2 separate regions of the Arachis hypogaea genome follow, and region 1 is linked to region 2. Evidence: chromatin contacts called from public Hi-C data. All regions are on one chromosome and are shown on one strand. The core of a region is the stretch at or near the end of the contact, and the rest is flanking DNA. Distances in the headings are between cores, read along the strand shown.

Region 1 (6,447 bases), core at 3,843-6,342, 140 kb before region 2:
GAACCTCCGGTTCTCATTCCATACATATATTGTTATTTTCAGATGCATGACGTGAAGCACCGTACTGAGCATTTTGGAGACTCTTGGGAGCAAAGAACTATTTTGGGACTTGGTGTTTGTATTTGGTTTATGTTTATATATGTGTATAGATTCTCCATCTTGTATATATAAAGATTTTGACTCTCTTAGAGGTTGACTTGGAGAAACAGGATTTATATTTATCTGTTGGTTTATTTTTGGGGTTAATATATATATATATATATATATATATATATATATATATTCTAACCAACATTTTTTTCGCAGGTCGAGTCTAGATCTTGATTATATAACTATCATTTGGAACTCTACTTTTATATATATACTTTTAGAGGTCGTAGCGCCTTACCTATTTACATCCTAAATATAAAGTTCTGTGTGGTAAGGTGTTACAAGTAACAACCCAGAATCACGTAATCCACGTATTCCAGGTGTAGTGTACCCAGATGCAACTGCGATATGAAAACAATGTGCAATTACATATATCGGGTACTGCATAACTGGAATGCACATTTATTGTCGGGATATGACACTTTGAGTATTTTTGTAATTTTATTTTAGTAAATAATTTTTTTGTAATTATTATATTTATTTAATTTAAATAAAAAAATCTTAGAGATCATGATAAACTACTATAAGAGTAAGGACTATTTTGGTCATGGTTTTTTTCATTTTAAAAAAATGAAGTACGACTATACTTATCTCGTTTACACTATAAACAAGATAAGTTATATATAAAAATTGGTAAAAAAACTATCCAAAATACATATTTCAGTAATTAAAATATTTATTTTATTTATTAAAAAATCACAAAAATTAACTAGTGAAGTGACGCTTTAATTCCACCCACGTGTTCGTGATTTATTGGTTTTTTATGAAAACATCTAGCATAAGAAGGGATAAAAGTGGACCGGACTATCTGACGAAGCTTGTGATTCAACTCATTTTATTAAACAAGCCAGACTTAGATTTTATCCTATTAGTTAAAAGGGTAAGAATATAAGCTTTAAAGAAAAGCTTATGAAACTCATTGAGTCGACTCGTCAAGATATTTTTTTGTAAAAATAAATTAATTCTCAATTTAGATTTTTAATTATTTACTTGTATTAAACACAAAATGAAACTAACAGGAATCAATACTCAATAGTCAAGACTAGTTAAGATTATAGTTTTTTGTTCAAAGAAAAAGTTTATATATTATAAATATGGTTATGATGTGATACGTGTTCAGGAGGGCATTTTTGTCATTTTGGAGCTAAGGGGCGAAATGATAATTTTATCATATTCAAAGATTTGAATACTAGAAGAATTGTACCATGCGAGTCTTGGACATCAAGAAAACCAAGAGTCCGTCTCAAAAACAGTGGTGCTGAGAGGGCAACAACGCACAAGGCCCAATAAGCTAAATCAGGACAGCAAGAAGCGTAATAATGCTTTTTAAATTCAATGGGAGGCATAATTTATTATTGATTTTCGAATATTTAGGCCTTTATTTTAAGTTTGTTTTGTTGTTAGAGTTTATTGGAAGATTTGATTTACTTTTAATTTGCTTAGTAGTATTTTTAGGAATTTTAAAATTTAAATCAAATATGATCTAATCTAGTAAGATCAAATCTGATTTAAATTAGTTATCATATTTTTAGAATTTTAAATTTAAATCAAATCTGATCTAATCCAATAAGATCAAATCTGATTTAAATTAAGTTATCTTATCTTATCTTTTAGTTAGTTTGTTACGGGCCTATTTAAACACCTTTGATGAGATAATTTACACAACTTTAATGAATAAAATTTCTTTAGTGCTTTATGCACGTTTTATTGTGTGAGAAGTGAGGTGAGTGATTTGCTTCGTTTGTTGCATGAAGAAGATTGAAGGATCCAACACTAAGGTGATCTGCATGGTGGTTCTTTCCGTTTTTGTCCCTCTAATCTAGGTTGTCAAGGACAAGTTCTTTGAAGGTCTAGTAGGAAATCCTTTCCGGTGATCTAGGTTGCTAAGCACAGGTATCTTAGAAGTATAGTAGAAAAAATCCCATTTATCTATTCTTTTGTTATTTCTTATCATGATGTATGACTAACGATTGATATATAATAAATTATACTTTACAAATTATGAATTATAAATTTTAAAATATATTTAAGGACAATTTAGATTTTTTAAGTTTATTTTTTTGAGTTCTAATTCACGAAATATACTTTTCAAATGCGCTTGTGAGCTTGTTGGGCTTTAAATAAACTGGACTCGAGCCTGAAAAAAAAAAACCTGTGAAAAGTAATAGGTCTAAGTTTGAGCCATCTATTTATAATATAGGTCATACTCGTCAAAGGTAAAGTTCGAATCGATTTGATCTATTTTCACCCCTAACCACGAAGAAGTTGAGAATCTACCATGAATTAATATATAAAATAATATTACTTTAATTTAATAAAAAATAATAACACATTTATCATTTTGAATAATATACGAAAATCTTTAGGCAATTTAGCTAAGACTAAGGTTGAAAGTGAGTCTAGTTAACTCATGAGCCAATTTGACATCGACTCATTAATAGTTCGATAAGCTGAATTTATGAGTCGGTGAGCCGAGCTTTAGTTTAGATACACTCAGCTCATTAGCTCGTGAATTAGCTCGATTATATATATCATAGTTGTTAGAATTGAACCGTGATCGAACCGATCAAGTTACTGATTTATTGGTTTATTGATTCAATCGATAAATTACTAATTGAACCGATAAAACCGATCTTACATAAATAAAAAATAAAAAATAATAAAATAGAAAATTAAAATTTAAAATATATATTTATTAATATTTTAATATATAAATATTTAAAATATTTAAGATTTGTTTTGATAATTGTATAAATTCTATCTGATGAAGCTTGTGATTCAACTCATTTTATTAAACAAGGCAGAGTTAGATTTTAACCTATTACTTAAAAGGGAAAGAACATAAGCTTTAAAGAAAAGCTTATGAAACTCATTGAGTCGACTCGTCAAGATATTTTTTTGTAAAAATAAATTAATTCTCAGTTTAGATTTTTAATTATTTACTTGTATTAAACACAAAATGAAACTAAAAGGAATCAATACTCAATAGTCAAGACTAGTTAAGATTATAAATTTTTTATTCAAAGAAAAAGTTTATGTATTATAAATACGGTTATGATATATGATTAACGATTGATATATAATAAATTATACTTTACAAATTATGAATTATAAATTTTAAAATATATTCAAGGACAATTTAGATTTTTTAAATTTATTGTTTTGAGTTATAATTCACGAAATATACTTTTCAAATGCGCTCGTGAGCTTGTTGGGCTTTAAATAGACTGGACTCTAGCCTGAAAAAAAACCTATGAAAAGTAATAGGTCTAAGTTTGAGCCATCTATTTATAATATAGGTCATACTCATCAAAGGTAAAGTTCGACTCGATTTGGTCTATTTTCACCCCTAACCACGAAGAAGTTGAGAATCTACCATGAATTAATATATAAGATAATATTACTTTAATTTAATAAAAAATAATAACACATTTATCATTTTGAATAATATACGAAAATCTTTAGGCTGTTTAGCTAATACTAGGGCTGGAAGTGAGTCTAATTAACTCATGAGCCAATTTGACCTCGACTCATTAATAGTTCGATAAGCTAAATTTATGAGTTGGTGAGTCGAGCTTGAGTTTGGATAAACTCAGCTCATTAGCTCGTGAGTTGGCTCGATTATATATATCATAGTTGTCAGAATCAAACCCGTGATCGAACCGATTAAGTTACTGGTTCATTAGTTTATTGGTTCAACCAATAAATTACTGGTTGAACCGATAAAACCGATTTCACATAAATAAAAAATATAAAATTAAAATTTAAAATATATATATTTATTAATATTTTAATATATAAATATTTAAAATATTTAATATTTGTTTTGATAATTGTATAAATTCTAATAAAATAAATATATAAAATTATAATAAAATAAAAATATTCATAATTAAAATAAAAAATACTATATTATTATTAAAAAATAAAATTAATATTTGATATAACTTAAATTTGACTTAATTAAATTATATATAAATTATAATATAATATGAGTTTTTATATAATATATATATTATATGAACAAATATATATAACAAAAAAAAATTTCTTTAAATTATACTAGGTATTAAATATATAAAATTATAAACACACTATATATATATAGTAAGAAGATAGTTGGCCTAGTGGGGGAGTCATGTCCATCCATTGCTAAGGTCCAACCGTCCAAGGTTTGACACCTTGCTGCAGCAATTTTGCAAAATCGCTGCAGTTTGATTGGTTTTGACCGGTTCAAACGAATTTGAACGATTTTTTACTTAAACGATGAGGATATCAAACCGAATCGGATAGGGGTTCGATTCTTTGGCTAGTCGGTTGGATTTTTATATATATATATATATATATATAAAAGTTATAATTCATTGATATAAAATTATAGATTATTTTTTATTTGAGCCAGTTCGTGAGCTTTCGATGAGTTAATATTGATTAGTACCTCCTAATAAAATAGTTAAAAAATTTTAATTATTAATTAGTATTGATTCTAAATAGGAGTGTTCATAGGTTGAATCTCATTCATATATCTACAGTGTTATCCGCATCTGTTCTGTTCTAAAAATGGTGGATATTAATCAGATACGCAAACTAATAAAATTGGATTGCGAATTTCAATTAAATATCCGTGCAGATTTATAAAAAATAAATAAATAAATAAATATTTTTTATATTTTATTTCAACTAAAAATTATTATATATGTTATATTATTTTGTTTTTATTATTACAATGGATAAAAAAAAACACTCCTTTATTAATTTTTTTTTTCTTTCTTGCCGAGGCACAACTAACCTTGAAATTAGGTTTATCTAGAAAATTCAAGGACTCAACTTCCACACACCACACAAAAACTCTTATCAAACACATATAGCTAATTACTAAATTGTCCCTGCACAGGTATATATATAGATGTATATTGTATGCTTTACTCATTCAGTACATATATCAATATATCTATATATATAGCTGTTTAGTTTAATCATTAAGCCATGGCGGGGAAATCTCTAACCGGGTTTTGCTTCATCCTCCTCCTCCTCGTTGTTGCTCGTAAGTCATTAATTACTTCATATACGCACGCACGTATTCCTAAGTCATGATTATATATAACATAATTATAATGTATACTATTATTATATTATTATAAATGATTATATATCTAATAGTTATAAAGGCAACAAAAAAAATTAAAATTTATATCGAGCCATTTAGTTATAAAAATTTTGATTTATATTTGAACTATTGTAGATAGAGACCTATAAATAATTATATATATGTATATTATTATATATTAAAAAAAGAAAAAGTCTAGGGGGTCAGCAACTTTTGTAATTTTTGGTCAGCACTTAACTATCAAAACAAAAGTGAGTGATCTCCCACCATTAGATGTAATCTCACACCATTAAAAATACTATTGATGGCTAATTGATGGTTACAAAACACCAAAATTGCTGGCCCCTAGCATTCCTCTTAAAAAAATTGTTGATACCTTAATGTTGGTGCGTGTAGAGGAAATGGTGGTGCAAAGTGAGGCAGCAACGTGTGAGAACCTGGCGGATACCTACAGGGGACCATGCTTCACCACTGGAAGCTGCGACGACCACTGCAAGAACAAGGAGCACCTGCTCAGCGGCCGCTGCCGCGACGATTTCCGCTGTTGGTGCACCAGAAACTGTTAAATTACGCATCATGAGCTACGTACGTAGATCGATCCATGATGCTGGATCTGAACTAGCTGGCTAGGAGCATATATTATATACATAAATAATACTTCTAGCACTGCATTTATATATGTTACTATTTTTGTATGTGTGTATTGTATTGCACTATTGCGTAGTACATAACGGATGAGTTATGTACGTGCGTGATTAATAAAATTTCAATTTATATATAATTGTCTCTGAATTTTCTTCATACATATATGATTATCAATTTTAGTTTTATGTTTGATATACAATTTGATGACAGATATAATATATAACTATAGGGAAATTGCAGTACTTAGAATTTAATTGTGTTATATGTACGGCGTATTATTGTTGAATTTCATGTGTCATATTGAACATCTCACTGACCTGGCCTGTTAATCTGTTATGGTTCGTTGATCTAATTTATTTGGTAAAACTAGATCTTATTTTTGGTAAAATTAATTATACATTGGACTAATGGACAAACCAATAAAAAATAAATAAATAATGGGAGAATCCAAAGAGAAGTGGGAGCGGGTCGGCGGGGGAAGGGAATAATTAAGTTAAAAATTTAAGTAGCGCAAGCAACTTTAATTCGTGTGATTTTATTTGAAG
Region 2 (7,224 bases), core at 74-2,573:
GCCTTGAGTCGGCATTTTCTTCGGGTGAATGTACTCCTTTCCAACAACACCAGAGACAGTGCCAAGTGATACACGATGAGGCTTTGATTTCACTGCACCTGAGTTCCTTTTCCCATGAAGGGAATTTGGAAATTCACTTGCAGAAGACACTTTAGTAGGTTCAGAAATTGTACCCTTGAGCTCATCACTATTAGAGGAGGCACAGAGGATCTCAGCAGCCATATTAACATTGCGTTTCGCCTCACAATATGCACTTGCTATGTCCTCCAGAGAAAATAAAGAACCAAAAGATTCAAGCAGAACACTGAGGTCCCTTTCTTCAACATCAGAGTAGGGAGGCATTTTCAAAATGTTCTTCTCTCCAGCCACTGTAATAGAAAATCTCAGCAAGCAAAAAGAAATGGAAAATCATGCACTTAGCATGTCTGTCAAGAACAGCTTGAACAGAAGCAACAATGATCACAGTGGAGCTACTTTTCCTAAGAAAACTTAATTTCTTAAAAAAAAATGAAGAAGAGATTACAATGACTATTCTCCAAGTAACTCATGAAAATGCAGTAGACTAGAGTGTTTGTTAGCAGCTAAGGTCTCTCGATTTTCATCATATGTCTCTTACTTCACTTTTCCTTTATTTTCTCTGCTACCAAACAACCGAAGAATGTAAGTTCATACAAATTACAAAATAATAATAAGTAAAAAAAAAAAAACTCAGCTTACAATTTGACTTTATCAATTACGTAAGGCTTCAAACCTTCGTCAAATGTTCATTACAATTTACTTTTAATTTCCGAGCAATCTAAGAAGCAAAACCGAAGAATGAAAGCACATGGAAAATGATAATAATCACCTTAAATGAAAAGATTCCAGAGATTACGCTGCAAACTATGATACAGGAGCCTTATTCTTCACGTAACTCAAATTTGGAAATGCTGGCGTCAGTGATAGAAAATATTAGTATCATTAAAGTCCTTGATTTTTCATCAAACATTTCTTACTTAAATTTTCCTTAATTTTCTCGGCAGCCAAACAAACAGAACAAGTGAAACGCAAAAATGCGAGTTGATATATAAATTTTCAAGTTTCAATTAAAAAAGAAATAGAAAGAGGGAAGAAAACGTAAGAGAATGAAACGGCAGCGTTTAAGGGAGAACCTATAACCTATTGACTATTTTAGGTAGCGGAAGGCGGAAGCTTGTGATGATTCCGCTGGAGGAATACGAAGTGACCAAAACACTCAAATCGTTAAGTGGAAAGTGGTTGATATGCAGGTATGTAAGTATATGAGTATGTAAGGCATACATGTACCAGCAAACGTACAAGTATACTGAGAAAAAAGAGTATATACTTCAATAGATCTCCAAAAATTAAGTTTCACACAAATTTATGTTTGATAGATGAAATATAGACAGAAGTATTGTATGTTCAAAAACACTGAATTATTATATTTTATATTTATCATAACAAAAAAAAAATACATATTCACTAACAAGAGAACTTATTTTTTATTTTTTTTATTATTCTTGTTATTTTTTATAATTATATTTTTTATTATTATATTTTCTTTCCAAATTTTTTAAATGACAAAAAAAAGAATAAATTAAACTTTCATAATTTATTTTAATTTATTACCAAACAAAATATAAGAACACTAATTTTTGCTTGTCTTGTTTTCAAAACCAAACGTCCTACATTTGTCAAATCCGTCATTTTCACTTGGACAAATAAATTTTTGAAAGTGTAATGAAATGACCATATTAAGCACCATATTTTGCCACTCAACCAAACACTAACAAAGATTGCTTACTCCCAAGTTACAAACACTAATCTCAAGATTGCTTCCTCCCATTTTGTAGTTCTATTAAAGCTTAATATACATTCTTTCAAAACATAATAAAAAGGGTTAAATATACAAATATACTTGGTCCATATACTCCACAAAGTCGCAACATGGCATCATCAACAGCACAAATCTTTCCCATTCTACATTTGTCCCACACAAAATTAGTAAATGGTAAAAGGTTTTGGAAAGAATTGCTCTAAGGGCAGAGACTAAAAAATAAAGGGTAAGTTTTCTTAAAATTTCTAAGGCAATTAACACATTTGAAACTTCTAGGAAATTTATTTTTCCTTCAAAAGTATTATACTCTAGATTCTTTAGCCAATGCCCTTAGCACAAGGATTAGCAAAACCGTTTGTAACCAAAAGAGACCTGATACCTAACCCTCTAAATTGCATTTTTTTGTTGTAACCAAAAGTAATCACCTTATAATTTAGCTTCTGAATTATACAACAAAGCCATTTTTATTAATGTACCCGTTTACTATTCTTTGCTGCTGCTATTTTTTCCTTTCATTCATTGCTCATTACCTTCCACTTGGCATTGGCATAGAAGAACATCTTGGAATAGATTCTGCTCTCAAACTGAATGGTCCCGACGAAGATATTGAAGCCGATGGTCGAAGGAGTGGTGTGGCAGCCCTACTTGAAGCTTCATTTGCAGCTGGCGGCGAAGGAGTAGCCGTAGCAGCTGCTACGGGTTGTAATTCTACTTCAGTTCCAGTGACATGGTCAGTACCAGTTTCAGGGATATCAACCATTCTATCGTCTTCTTCGAGAGATAGTACAGTGCTCGTGTCCGTGTGAATGGTGGAATCATCGGCGAACATACCATGCCTTCTCTTTCTCCTAGCTGCCTTGCCCCATCCATGGATTGTCTCCCTTATCCTCTGTGGAATCAATGCAGCCTTATAGTTTGTTCCCATCTGAAAAAAAACATAGAAAGATCTTATTGCATGAGAAATAAAAGTGGCAAGAATCCAGTGATTCAGATTTAACTTTATGCAGTTTAAAATGTTTTACACATATTTAAGGGGATTTCTATGGTGAATAATGAAATTTGGCGAAGAGTGAATATTGTAACAAAATTTTTTAAAGGAGTGTGCATTGCATATGATGTCTTTATTTTTTAAATATTTTTTTTTTCCTATTGTAAAAAGAACAATCTTCACTCTTCATTGAAAAACACCATTCACCAGAGTGTAAAAGTAATTCCTTTTACACTCAGTTACGACTAACGCGAATTGTGATCCAAAAGAAAAAGTTTATTAGATAATAGTGTAAAATTCTTTAACTTAGTACATCGAAATTGAACTTGAATGATTCACTCAAACCAACTCCATGCCTTAAAAGCATCACATACACATGGTTCCTAATGAAGCCTTGGAATTAGGTGTGCCATCATTGACTTTTTGAGACACACAACTGAAAACATGTCATATAGTCGGATATATCATAATGATTTTGTTTGGTTTGATCAGGAACTAATTTCTCACTCACTGTTTACATGCCCACTAACAAAATTGGATAAAAATGCCAACTTAGTATAATGTGGAACTTTCTATGATGTCGATGCACAAAAATTAATTTGAATGAAAACAATCTGATATTTTGCCAATGAATATTGAAGAATGAACGTAGAAAATATCTTCTTGAATTAAACAGATCTATAGGGTCAGCATGACTTATGTTTTCTTGTTTTTTGAATTTTGTGAAGTAAATAATGGAGGTTAAAAAATTTGGAAAACAAATTTTCTTGTTTTCCACTATTTTCCACCAACAAAATCCTGAAAGCAGAAAACATACAACAGAAACCGACCGATTTAGGTCGTGGATTACCTGTGTAACGAGCGCATATAGTGGCAAGGTACTGTAACTGCAGAGAAACTGTCCTGCAAACCTACAAAGTTTATATAGAAAAGGTATAAAATGGCACATGGCTTTTTTAACATCTTAAATAAATGGAATTAAGGATCTCATGGTTTCAGCATACCCTAAGATTAGCCTTAAGTACACAAGCATGTGATTCCTGATAAAGCAGGAATTATAACCAAACTGCCACTGCAATAACAAAAAAGACATTTTAGTACATACAGAACTTCATGCCATTCTTCAGTATCTTATTCTATGGATGATTCATCATATCTAAAGTACTTCTGATAACACTGAAAAAAGGTGGCAATAACTTGCCAAAAAGAAGCTTTTAAGCAATACTAAAATCAACGTGTCAATCATAAAAAATTTGAATAAGGCTATAACATTTGCTTATCGAAAATATAAAGCTAGTTATTGTCTTATTTGTTGAAGGAAATAATTATGACTTAAGATGGATAAGGAAGTAGAGAAGTACCCAGAACCAAAAGAACGAAGCCAATTCAAACGCATTCTGCGAAAACAAAACCAGGAAATGAACATGCATCTAGAGTTGGGAGGGGAAAAAACAAACAAATTTCATTTAGAAATAACACAAAAGTAGCAGATAAACTATTGTTGCTTACTTGGAAGAGAATGAAGTGGATCAAGGATAGCAATAGTTCAGGCTTATTGAACCAGAAAAGTTCGTCGCGAGGCCTCAACTTTGATCCCGAGAAGTAACCAGTGATTCCGGCATTCTCCAATGCCAACGTTGCAATAACATGCTGGAGCTTTGTTCCCACCAAAAGAACAAGCTGTTCATAAACACAAGAAATAAAAAGACACGGTAATCAGAAAGTGTTCAACAAAGTAAAATAACTTAAAGAAAGAAAGGAAATAACAAAGATAACTTGCCGAGACAGGAATGATAGCTATCCAGAAATAGAGATTTGATCCTGCGGTAAACCGAGAAAAAGGATAAATTAATTAGCAATTGTAAGATTCTAAGACAACACAAAGACATAATGAAACCACAATATAATAGCAGCAAGTTATTCTTCTTAGTTGGGTTGACTACTTCAATAACTGACCACAATTATGTTTCAGGTAATCTCACAGAGAAATGGAAGTAAAGTGAAAGCTTTGGCCAAAAGAAAGATACAAATCGGTTTTAGTAATGGAGGGAATGTGTATTTTGAAAGTTAAGATTATGAAAAAAAAAAAAAAAAAAAAAAAAAAGACAGACTAACCTTTAATGTTGAAAAGCATGAAAGCAACAACAAATCCCCAGAGTAAGCCACTGCAAGAGATTTTACAAACAGACACTGTTAGCTCTCAACTTCATGAAAATACATTTGTGGAAAACAAAAACTATAACCATGACTTAATGCAACACATGCTTAATACAAATAATGTACATTCTTTTCTCTTTACATTGATTATTTGCAATGAATCAGAATAGAAAAGTTGAAACTACTGCTTAAAAATGCAAAACTGAAGACTCTTTTCCAGAAATTTCTTAACAAACTGTAACATTGAAATAAAATCATACACAGTATGTAAAGGTCACACCAGATCATGTACTATTGACTTCCTCAATAATGAGGACAAAAAATGCTCAACCATTACTAACCTCACACCAACTATCCTTTGGAATTCCTCTTCCATAGATCGAACCATATAGCTGTGAAAATCATATTTTAATGTGAGGTTGTGATTCTGCCATAAAGGAAAAGAGACTGAGTAAAGGAGTACCAAAAAAAAAAAAAAAAAATTAGCGATGCATGAATACTAGAAAATTCAGAGATCCAAGCACTGCATAACAGAGATAAAGTAAGAATTTAATTTACACAGTAAAATAAAACTCAGGTTGCTTTTAAATCAAAACCATTTAGACCAAGATAAGCTATTGCATACGTACCAAGATAAATCCTTTACGAAGTGTAAGGTAGTCAGCACGAACCACCGAATGGCCGAATTGTCGGAAAAAACATGTCTACAATTTGATTAAACTTAGAATTAGTTAGTATTACCAAATAAGTTGTCAAAATGAAACCTCAGTTTATCAAGTTAATATACAACTATATGCAATTGACATAAGTAGATTGACGAAATAACATATGAATGTAGCAGTTGGGAATATCAGGTAAAATATCAAAGATTCACACAGAGAGAGTTTGATGTTACAATTTGCATAAAGTGATGAGAAATGATGCAATTAGGTAACGTGAATTATCAATATTTTACTACTTCATTTGCCATAGCAACTGCAAAATATATTAAGCAAAGCAAATTGATCAAATTCTGGCCCAGCTAACCATCTGATTATCAAAATCTTTCTGTTTCAGAATATTTTGATTTAAAGTATTTTCAGACATGCCATTTTTCATCGCACGAATTCAAGAACTTAAAGGTAGACATTCAACAAAATACATTAAATGAAATCAAATGTTAATGGGGAAACAAAATAGAGTTACGTAATTACCACCCAAACGAGGAAACTATTTCTGGCCATTGGATTTGATGTATGAACCTTGACAAAGGACGATTGTCTTCGCATTGTCAACTCTCTCGTGATTACTACATCAATACATGAAATAGTCAATATACTCTCAACAGCACACAAAGAAAATCACTTACAAACAACAAATGCATATTAAGAAGTATTGTGCTTACCTGCCAAAGATCCATGCTGATCCATATGAGCCTCATCCTCCCACACTCTCCAACTATGAATCTGCTTTAAACTATTGGTGTTATTAATTTGTCATGCCAATCAGAAATCTAAATTATAACACTTAGATTTTTTGCTGCATACATTAATACATAGTTACCAAAATAAATAAGTAAACATCTAAGTGATAGTGTTCTGTAACATCAAATTTCAGTTCAATGCCATTTAAATTCAAATTAATGTTGAAACATTTCTCACCTTCACAATTGCTAACAACATCGTCAGGCAACTGTAAGATATATGTGTTATTGCCATGACAAAAATAAACCGGTGCAATTGCTCTAGACCTTCATATGACACAAATGGTTCATAACCCTGAGAAACATAACAAATGAAAATTTGACACACGTTGATTTGGAGCAATAATTAATGAATAATCATAATAGCCAAAGTTTAAACATTGGGGTCTGTTGTTCATGCCTCTTTGCAGGAGCTTCTATTCATGCCATTCAGCATCCTCCGAGTTAAGCTTGGATAAGCAAAAGCCATCAATAATTTACGTCCTTCGGAGCCATTATCTTCCATTTCTTCATCGATCTCAGATCTTGTGCATGGAGCAAAAGCACTGTTGTAGAACTTTGATGGAAGGCAAATATTGGCTATAATTCTTGAGGTAGCTGTTAGTAGGAGTGATATGAATCCAAGCAACATCAACTCTGAAGATAGCAAAATACAAAACACAAAAAGGAAAGAAAAAAGCGAGTTGATTAGTGAAAAAGAGACATGCAACAAAAATATTAACACAATGAAGAAAAATTCAGTGCATTGTACCTTCTTTCATCTTCTCCAAAGCAGCAAGC

The links. Hi-C and Micro-C count contacts between places; a contact is called where the count stands out from the background.
Region 1: a contact with region 2 is called in a Hi-C map of leaf, with 2.6 times the contacts expected there. The contact joins the promoter of LOC112772840 here to the promoter of LOC112773024 in region 2. A contact is called at or near these places in 2 of 8 Hi-C or Micro-C datasets (both in leaf).

What each region holds. Positions count from the first base shown.
Region 1 is chr18:24,410,584-24,417,030 of arahy.Tifrunner.gnm2.J5K5, reverse strand. It overlaps LOC112772840 (defensin-like protein), which reads left to right and starts at 5,092. Exons shown (of 2, transcript XM_025817845.2): 1 at 5,092-5,194; 2 at 5,654-6,038. The coding sequence starts at 5,137. The coding sequence ends at 5,823. It overlaps LOC112773094 (a long non-coding RNA gene), which reads left to right. Exons shown (of 3, transcript XR_003187781.3): 3 at 43-234.
Region 2 is chr18:24,263,263-24,270,486 of arahy.Tifrunner.gnm2.J5K5, reverse strand. It overlaps LOC112773024 (putative nuclear RNA export factor SDE5), which reads right to left and starts at 1,323. Exons shown (of 14, transcript XM_029295304.2): 1 at 1,159-1,323; 2 at 848-929; 3 at 1-368. The coding sequence starts at 342. LOC112770933 (MLO-like protein 11) reads right to left here. Exons shown (of 16, transcript XM_025815426.3): 3 at 7,196-7,224; 4 at 6,845-7,080; 5 at 6,623-6,739; 6 at 6,367-6,427; 7 at 6,176-6,270; 8 at 5,612-5,686; 9 at 5,324-5,409; 10 at 4,941-4,990; 11 at 4,606-4,646; 12 at 4,335-4,505; 13 at 4,187-4,222; 14 at 3,830-3,897; 15 at 3,676-3,736; 16 at 1,812-2,762. The coding sequence ends at 2,364.